Linked DNA regions of Mus musculus: regions 1 and 2 are each linked to region 3. A link is a contact called in public Micro-C data. All regions are on one chromosome and are shown on one strand. Each heading gives the region's core, a stretch centred on a gene start, on an enhancer-like site or on the middle of the called end of the contact. The rest is flanking DNA. Distances are from core to core; before and after follow the strand shown. Region 1 has its middle 86 kb from the start of Gm35733. Region 2 has its middle 99 kb from the start of Gm52039. Region 3 has its middle 30 kb from the start of Gm52028.

What was found. A called contact is a pair of places that touch in the nucleus more often than the background predicts.
Region 1: a contact with region 3 is called in a Micro-C map of muscle stem cells, with 3 times the contacts expected there. The contact joins two enhancer-like sites. A contact is called at or near these places in 1 of 15 datasets of contacts at CTCF or cohesin (stem cell-derived epiblast-like cells), 18 of 484 Hi-C or Micro-C datasets (differentiating embryonic stem cells, embryonic stem cells, muscle stem cells and 2 more), 2 of 115 datasets of contacts at active chromatin or transcription factors (embryonic stem cells and stem cell-derived neural progenitor cells) and 1 of 9 other capture datasets (embryonic stem cells).
Region 2: a contact with region 3 is called in a Micro-C map of muscle stem cells, with 3 times the contacts expected there. The contact joins two enhancer-like sites. A contact is called at or near these places in 1 of 15 datasets of contacts at CTCF or cohesin (stem cell-derived epiblast-like cells), 12 of 484 Hi-C or Micro-C datasets (differentiating embryonic stem cells, embryonic stem cells, muscle stem cells and 1 more), 1 of 115 datasets of contacts at active chromatin or transcription factors (embryonic stem cells) and 1 of 9 other capture datasets (embryonic stem cells).

Annotation. Positions count from the first base shown.
Region 1 is chr13:47,351,151-47,353,850 of GRCm38.p6, forward strand. No RefSeq gene overlaps it. Among named protein-coding and RNA genes, the nearest start is that of Gm35733, 86 kb to the right of the region's middle. Within about 2 kb of position 1,446, at least 2 of the 459 cell types and tissues checked have an H3K27ac peak or open chromatin away from gene starts, as enhancers often do. A contact at or near this core is called in muscle stem cells, where this site is marked.
Region 2 is chr13:47,334,939-47,337,638 of GRCm38.p6, forward strand. No RefSeq gene overlaps it. Among named protein-coding and RNA genes, the nearest start is that of Gm52039, 99 kb to the left of the region's middle. Within about 2 kb of position 1,328, at least 75 of the 459 cell types and tissues checked have an H3K27ac peak or open chromatin away from gene starts, as enhancers often do. A contact at or near this core is called in muscle stem cells, where this site is marked.
Region 3 is chr13:47,531,759-47,534,458 of GRCm38.p6, forward strand. No RefSeq gene overlaps it. Among named protein-coding and RNA genes, the nearest start is that of Gm52028, 30 kb to the right of the region's middle. Within about 2 kb of position 1,368, at least 2 of the 459 cell types and tissues checked have an H3K27ac peak or open chromatin away from gene starts, as enhancers often do. A contact at or near this core is called in muscle stem cells, where this site is marked.

The DNA of each region.
Region 1 (2,700 bases), core at 196-2,695, 180 kb before region 3:
CTTGATTAATGAATGATGAGAGAGAGGGCCAAGCTGACTGGGAGCAGTATCAACCACTGGACCAGATGGTCCTGGGAGCCATAAAAAAAGCAGGCTGAGCAAGCCAGTAAGTATCATTCCTTCACGGTCCAGCTTTAATCTCTGCCTCCAGATTCCAGCATTGAGTTCCCGGTCTAACTTCTCTTCCTGGTGACTATACAGTGGAGGATAAAATGAACCCTATTCTTCCCAAGTTGTTCATGGCCATTCCTGTTTCACAGCGACAGAAATCAAACTAGAATAGTGTGAAAACTTCAAAGCCCACCACAACCATCTTTTTCTTAGTAACAGATTTGTGTCTCTGTTTGGTGAGACGACACATTTAATTCCTCCAGTGCTGGTTCCAATGAGCTCTTTATGAGTCTAAAGGGATTATCAACACTGCATTTGAAAGATGGAGTCACAGTAATTTCTAGCAAGATGTTGAAAGCTTTGGGCTCATTGGTGTATGTGAAAATGATCATGTATTAATTTAATATGGGTAGCAGAAGCAATCTGGGATTAGAGGGGACAAAGGGACAAGGGAGAGAGGAGATGGGGAATTGTATGCTGCATCTTGAACTCATTCATGGGATCATGATGGCCTGAGCTACTACCACCCATGTCATTTTGTCTCTATGCCAAAGTGACCTCAAAAAGGGTAAGTTCCAGTTAGGATCTATTGAGCAAGAGTGGGGCACTCGACACGACTGAACAAGGTTGGAACTTTTGGGATCAGTGCATTGATCAGCCTCTACCTAGGCAACAAGATACCTAGGCAAAGGATCTCATCGGGAGACAGGGTATTGATGGTGTGATATTGGTGGTAGCAGTGAAGGTTCTTCTGTGTTTGATACTGAGAACAGAGACACTTACCCACGAAGGGCTTCCAGGAAAGGAAGCTGTGGTGGGGCAGGTACTAGTTTACTGTATTATCAACCAGAGACTGAATGTGACGTCATGGCGGGACTACTCCCATCTACTCAGGGTTTGAAACCATCTTCCAGCCAGAGATGGCTGGAGCAAGGGTCACTGTTGGTCTCATCAGTTGGTTACTGATGTCCAGTGTGGAGGATGGATGCCAAGGCCTTTGGCATGCTGGATCATGACCAACATTGACCTGCCTCTGAGATTCTTCAGCCCATAATTTTGTTATTTGAAAATGTTCTAGGTTATCAAGGCTTGAAATGAATGATTCTTCTATAGCAAATGAAGCTACCAGGCCAATATTCTTCCAATGTCTTCTTATATGGTATATCATGCCTTTTGCATCTTCTAATATGCTGTCTGCTCCCTTAAGTCTTTGAAGATCCGTATGTTCTATTACCAGAGGCTGAGACAGACTTCTTCTTGTGCTATACAAGTCTGGGCTATTTCACCAGCCACCTGCTCCTCTGGACAGTTCTTATGGGTGACTCCACTTTGGCGGATTGGCTGATTAGTTACAGTGATGTGGTCACCAGCCACAGCTCTTTTGGGGCTTGATAATGCCCTAGCATTCATTCATCTTTGGCTATGTCAGTTTGTCATACACCAAACTCCCTCAGCTGAGGGACAGGAGGATTCGAGGTGTCCTGTGACCAGTGTGTTCTGGTCTTTGGCTCCTGGGCACTCTTTAGCAAGGGCCAGCTGGTACTTCCTTTCCTTAGTTAGGGGGGCGCAGCACAGCCTGCAGGCAGACAGCAATTAAAATGGCCATTCCTTCAGTTCACCACAATCAAACTGTTTCTTTGTGGCTTGTTCTTGGTACCACTGCCTTTCCAGAGACTCCTTGGCTGTATTTACCCAGGATTAAAGTGATGCCTTAGGCATTTTGGGAGAAGCTGGACAGCCTTTGAGAATTCTCTGACTCCACCCTCCACAGAGCTTCACTTCCATCAAAAGTGCCTCTTTCTTTCTGGAGGGGAAAGTCCCGGAACTGGGTGGGATGCCCCAGGGAGCCAGAAAACCAGGGTTCAGGACAACTTTCTTATAATGTCCTAATTTTGAGTCACAGGGGGAGAAATGGGACTTAAAACAATGCCCTTTCTTTCTTTCTTTCTTTCTTTCTTTCTTTCTTTCTTTCTTTCTTTCTTTCTTTCTTTCTTTCTTTCTTTCTTCCTTCCTTCCTTCCTTCCTTCCTTCCTTCCTCTCTCTCTCTCTCTCTCTCTCTTTCTTTCTTTCTTTCTTATGTTCTTTCTAATGTTCTTTCTTTCTGTTCTAATGTTGAAACATTAGACCATTGAGACCTTAATGTCTCCATCGGCAGCAAGAAACTGGAGGTTATAGATGGATGGCAGACCAGGATTTGGAAAGTAGTTGAGTGACTTATAAGTGCGGGTTGTGGCGGCACTCACCTTTAATCCCAGCACTCGGGAGGCAGAGGTAGGCAGATTTCTGAGTTCGAGGCCAGCCTGGTCTACAAAGTGAGTTCCAGGACAGCCAGGGCTATACAGAGAAACCCTGTCTCAAAAAAAAAAAACAAAAAAAAACAAAAAAAAACAAAAGCCAAAAACCCAAAAACAAAAACAAACAAACAAAAAAACCCACCCCCCCCCCCAAAAAAAAACCAAACCAACAAACCAAAAACCAAAACCAAACAAACAAAAAAGTTCCAGCCTTTAAACACACTGGAATGTTATAATGGAGCAAGTTTAAGTGAGACGAGAGAGACATGTGTGTGGGAGACAGACCTGAGCAGCC
Region 2 (2,700 bases), core at 78-2,577, 200 kb before region 3:
GGGGGAGGCCCTCAGAGGCCAGAGAAGAGTGGTCTTGGGTGGGACAGGAGGAACCTTCTTCATCCATCAAGTCAGCTGGGTCAAAATGATGAGAGAATGTTTTGCCATTTTAGCTAGAGACTTTCCACTCCTCTACCCTGATATAATATGGCAAGGAGACTGATGGACAGTCGTCTAGGCTTTGTGGGCCCAGGGTCCCTGTCTCTTCTACCTCATTTCTTGCAGCATAAATGGCCAGAAACAAGCCTTGAACACAGGCTTCATTCCAATAAATGTTTATTTAAAGAGAACTCGACCCGAGCACGACGCTCTGATGAACCCTATCGAGGAGGGTGGGAGTTTCGGCGGAAGGCTTGAAGTTGGAGGCTAAGATGCTTTCATGGCAGGCAGAGGAGGGCGTGTCCTGATTGGGGACCAGGAAGAGGAGGCAGCTGATGTTAGAGAGGACATGTTGCCTTTGGCTCCACTCACAGTTCCATCCTTAGTGATTCTAAATCACCCCGCCCTCTCTTACCTCCGTGTTGGGTACTTCTCTGGTGTCTGTTTCTTTGAACTATGGGCGTTTGGACGTCAAGGTGTTTGACTTGTGTATCTCAGGGTGGCCTCATACTATGTAGTTAAGGATGACCTTGGATTCCTGATCCTCCTGCCTTCTCCTGACAACTAGGATAGCATGCATATATGCCACCACATCTTGCTTGTGCAGTGCCCCGAGGCTGGACCCCAGGGTTTCCTGTATGTTAGGCAAGCCCTCTGCCAACTCGCTTACAGCTTTAGCCCAGCCTGTATCTTCTGTTTTGTTTTCATTGTGAACAGGCTGCTTTTCCTCAGTTTCCAGCTAGCGACCTCATCTTCACCCCTTACCTCTCCTTACTGCGAGACATGTTTCCAAGACCTGAGCCACAGATATACCAGTTCCATCTCACTTCACTGGGGAATTGACCCAGATGGCTCTCATCCTTGGAGGGCTAGTGACTAATGGTAGTGATGGCTGGCTTGTCAGAGGAGCTGAAATCATACGGCAACCATGACTTCACATCCTCACACACACATCCACTGTCTCGTCTCCCCCCCACCCCCAGCTCCCCCCTCCTCATCCCATCTTCCTGTTTTGGGAACAAAAAATATCTCTGACTCCACATGGCCAACACAGCTGTCCAAGCGACTGCAAACAGACAAGAGAGTGGAGTCAGCGAGAGGATGAGTCACCGCACAGCCGCACCATTTATACTCTCCCCTCCCCCCACCTCCTCCTGACTTGGGACTCAGTGCTTGGGAAACAGTGGCCACTGCAGCTCGAGATCCCTGTGCAAGGAAGAGCTTTTGGGGGTTGGAGTCAGCCACTTGGCTAATTGGTCGCCCACTCCTGGTCCGCCTGCACGAGCAAGCAGCATTCCAATCGAATGAGAACGTGAGACTGTTGGATGAGTGGCTTAGTGGTATTTACATATTTTCAAAAAAAAATAAAACAAAAGACAATACAATCCACAGTGCAGGAAGTAAATGCAATCTAGTTGCGGCCTACCAGTGTTTCTTGGGTGGTCACATGGAGAAAGCGTAAAGCCAGAAAAGCCTGTGAGAACAAACACTCCTCCTATCCCCAGATCTGTTAATCAAATTAAACCATGAGAAGTCATGGAACCAAACCTCTTGTATGGCAAAGGGCGCTGCTTGATCGTCTCAGCTGAGGCTGTTGTTATTATCATGGTGGTTTTATTTGGATCTTGGTTGGCATCGGCTTGAACTCTGTGTGTCTGGATGTCTAATAACAATCACGACAATCTGTGATTAGTACCCCATTCACTTTTCGATAAGTTTCTCCTGTGGTGAGGACGTTGGCCTTCGAGACATGGGAAGCTTAGGGTTCAAGTGATCTTACTGCACTCATTGACTGTCTCCTGCTTTTCTGTGAGCTCAGTCAACCTTCTGTAGTCACCGCCCTTGCGTCTTCTTTCAAAGTTTCTTTCCTCTGCTTTGTGCCCGGCTTGCCAGGGGATTGCATTTGGATTCTCAGGCTGTGGAGGAGAGAAATAGACAAGACCGAAGCCCGAGGAGCAGCTGCTCGTCCGTTCTCTGCCAAGGCTTGGCAGCGGATTCCTGGGGGAAGCAGGAGGCACCTGGTTCACACAGGACCAGCACAGCTGGTCCATCGTGTGACTGGCAGAGTGTGGCTTCCTTCGTCACTGAAGTGACTGGCCCCTGTGATCTTGCCACAGCTTGCAGAGGCAGAGAGGGACACAGTGAAAGCGGAACACCTCAGCGGAGCAGGTGCAAGTCACATGTCACTGATGAACAATGGGCACTCTGCACACAGGAGGCTTTGATCTGAGGCTCTGAAAGGCTGCTCTGTTGGACAGGGTGTTGGCTGAGGCAGACCGTTTGGAACGGTATTGGGTAGGGTCCTTAATCCAAGATCATCAATGCAAGAGTGATTGTCAATAATATGCATAGTCAAACACTCTCGGTTTCAGGGATCTCTTTGGGAGAAAGCAATGTATTTGTAGGAACGGTATATTCATGAAGGGATAAGTTCCCATTATTGACAGATGTAGTTCGAACCACACTCCCCCCATCTCTATCTTTGCAGCTTACAGTGCGCGCGCGCGCGCACACACACACACACACACACACACACCCCTGTAGCTATCTCTGTGCATTCTGTGTGCCTCGCCCTATGTAAGTATTTCTAATAAACATGGC
Region 3 (2,700 bases), core at 118-2,617:
TTACATTTCCAATGCTATACCAAAAGTCCCCCATACCCACCCACCCCCACTCCCCTACCCACCCACTCCCCCTTTTTGGCCCTGGCGTTCCCCTGTACTTGGGCATATAAAGTTTGCGTGTCTACTTTATTTTTGACATTATAATTTAACTACACTTAGTCTCTCTTTATTTCCTCCAAATACTTCCATATACATCTCCCTACTCTCCTTCAAATTCATGGAATCTTCTTTTTCTAATTATTTTTGCAGGCACAACAAACCTGTGTGTGTGTGTGTGTGTGTGTGGTGTATGTATGCCCACAATAACAATATAAATATGTATGCCAAATATAATGTATTTATCTAATGCCACCTGTGTATATGCTTTCAGGGCTGACTGTTTGGTATTGGATAAGCAATTGGTGTGCTCTTCCCTGGGGAAGATAATCTCTCCCATTTCCAGCTTTTTTTAGTTGCCTACAGTTCTTTGTGTAGGGTTGAGATCTCGTGTGTGTGTGTGCACGCGTGTGTGTTTGTAAATGTGAGTCAACATATATAGAACTAGAGACGCAGTTCAGTTGCTGAATGCCTGATACAGGGAATCCTGGGGTTCAACCCCTTGCACTGTATAAATTGGATGTAGTATTATACATCTGTCATTCCAGCACTCAGGAGGTAAAAGTAAGGGATAAGAAATTCAAGATAATCCCCAGCTACAGAGGGAAGCCAGTCCGGAATGCGTGAGCTTTTGTTTCAAAAATCATTTTCAATATCCTGTCAGCCTTTAACAAAGGAATGGAAGGATTCTTCTGAATTGGGAAGCAATTCAAGCCACCCAATTTTTCTTTTGCACACATGCAAGCCACCATTTTTCTTTTGCCCTTTATGTAATGGTGGACAACATTTTAATAATAATGACCCATGTTGACTAAAAAAGAAAAAAAAAGCATGAAAAAATCCATTTTTCCTGTATCCCGTGGAGTGGAGAGTGAACTAGAGCCATTTGACTCCTTGTATGCCTACATTCAAAATGAAAGCAAATCACTTTGTAAGTACTTCTAAAATTTGTGTGGTATTAACTTTGTGAATGTCTATATGGCTTGTCTTATACAGTTTGTGTAGGCTTAGATTTTTCAAACTTACTTTAACAAGGATTCTGAAGTACTTCAACCTCCCTTCTAACCCACTGTCTAAGGGTAGGGAAGAAAAGATGGTTAATAGGACAAGGGGATGTGGACCTGTTTAGAAGTAGTTCTTTGGGTGTGATTCCAATCTCCATTGTCAGGATACCAGCAATATAGTTCAGTAGTGTCATGATACCAACAGTCAAGTTCAAAAGTGTCACCAAACACAAATCAGCAACTGTAGTATGACTCATCAGAAACCATCAGGCTCCCACTGAATCATCATGAGTCAGTGGGAGCAACCAGAACCAGCCGGAATGCCAGGAGATCTCCACCATACCTCTCTTAATGAAGTGAAGATCAGTGAAGACTCAAGACCAATCATACCAAGGATACTGCTGGTATCCTGACAAATGGAGATTGGAAGTGCTCCCATATTGTACAACTAGCTATGCAAGCATACTGTCACTGTCCACTGAGTCCCACTTATACTCTTTCCAAACATCACATGTCCTCTCACGGGTCTTACCCTCTGCAAAACAACATGTGAATGTGCATCACATGAGGTAGCAAGAAATTTCCACCTCAAGTTTGGGTCTATTGTCATTTAAAATTTAAAGTTAAAAACAAACGGGAAAAAAAATCCACCAAGAAAACTCATGGGAAAGTGCTTATGTATGTAGAAGGTGATAAATAATCAATAAACATGAAGGAAGATGGCATCAAAAGAGAGGAAGAGAGCTGGAATGAGAATATATAATTAAGCTGAGATGTGTGGTTATTTTTAAAAGCATATTCAAAACTTCTCCTTGGAGTGTGAATGGCGGCATGCAGTTAGGTTAGGCTTAGCCTAATGCTCAGCTCTCACATATGTAGAAGGTGTTGATATAAAAACACAGCTTTCATCTCAAAGGGAGTAATAGTGACCACACAGGAGTGACCACAACACAATGGTTTAATTTGGACTTACAGTTACAGAACAAAAGAGGGGCATAAACATGGTACCTTTAGAATGCACTGATAAGGACATCAGGTAGGTGGTATATCAAGGCAGGGACATCTCTGCTGCGGCTTGTAGATGCTGTCTGATGACAGTCTTAGCTTGTGGTTGGTCTGTTAACTATTGCAAAAGGATGTTAGTTCAAATGAAGAAGTAGGCAGTGAATTACTTATGAGGGGTTAGAGACAGCTCCAGATAATTTGGCTCTGGATCTATAATAGTCCAATTCCCCACAACTGCAGATGTTCTAATTAGTTAGACCACCTTGGAAGATTTTAAACGTAGGCATGAACTTCTCCCACCCCCAGATCTTCTGTAGTAGAGAGGACCAAGAAGTACTGAATGATAAAAGATCAGGTTTTGGAAAGTTAGTATAAGCATGAACATGGTGGGTGGGTTGTGTCTGTGGGACAGAGGAAGTACCTGGGGCAGAAGTGGAACAAATTATCTCTAATGCAAATAATATAATCTGCATGAAAGGACACTTGACCAGGTTTTGGTCCAACGTTGAATATCTGATATAGCTCGCCAGGTGACATGTGTGCATGTTTTGATTTATTTTTAAAGGACCAATATACTTATAGAACTCACCATTGA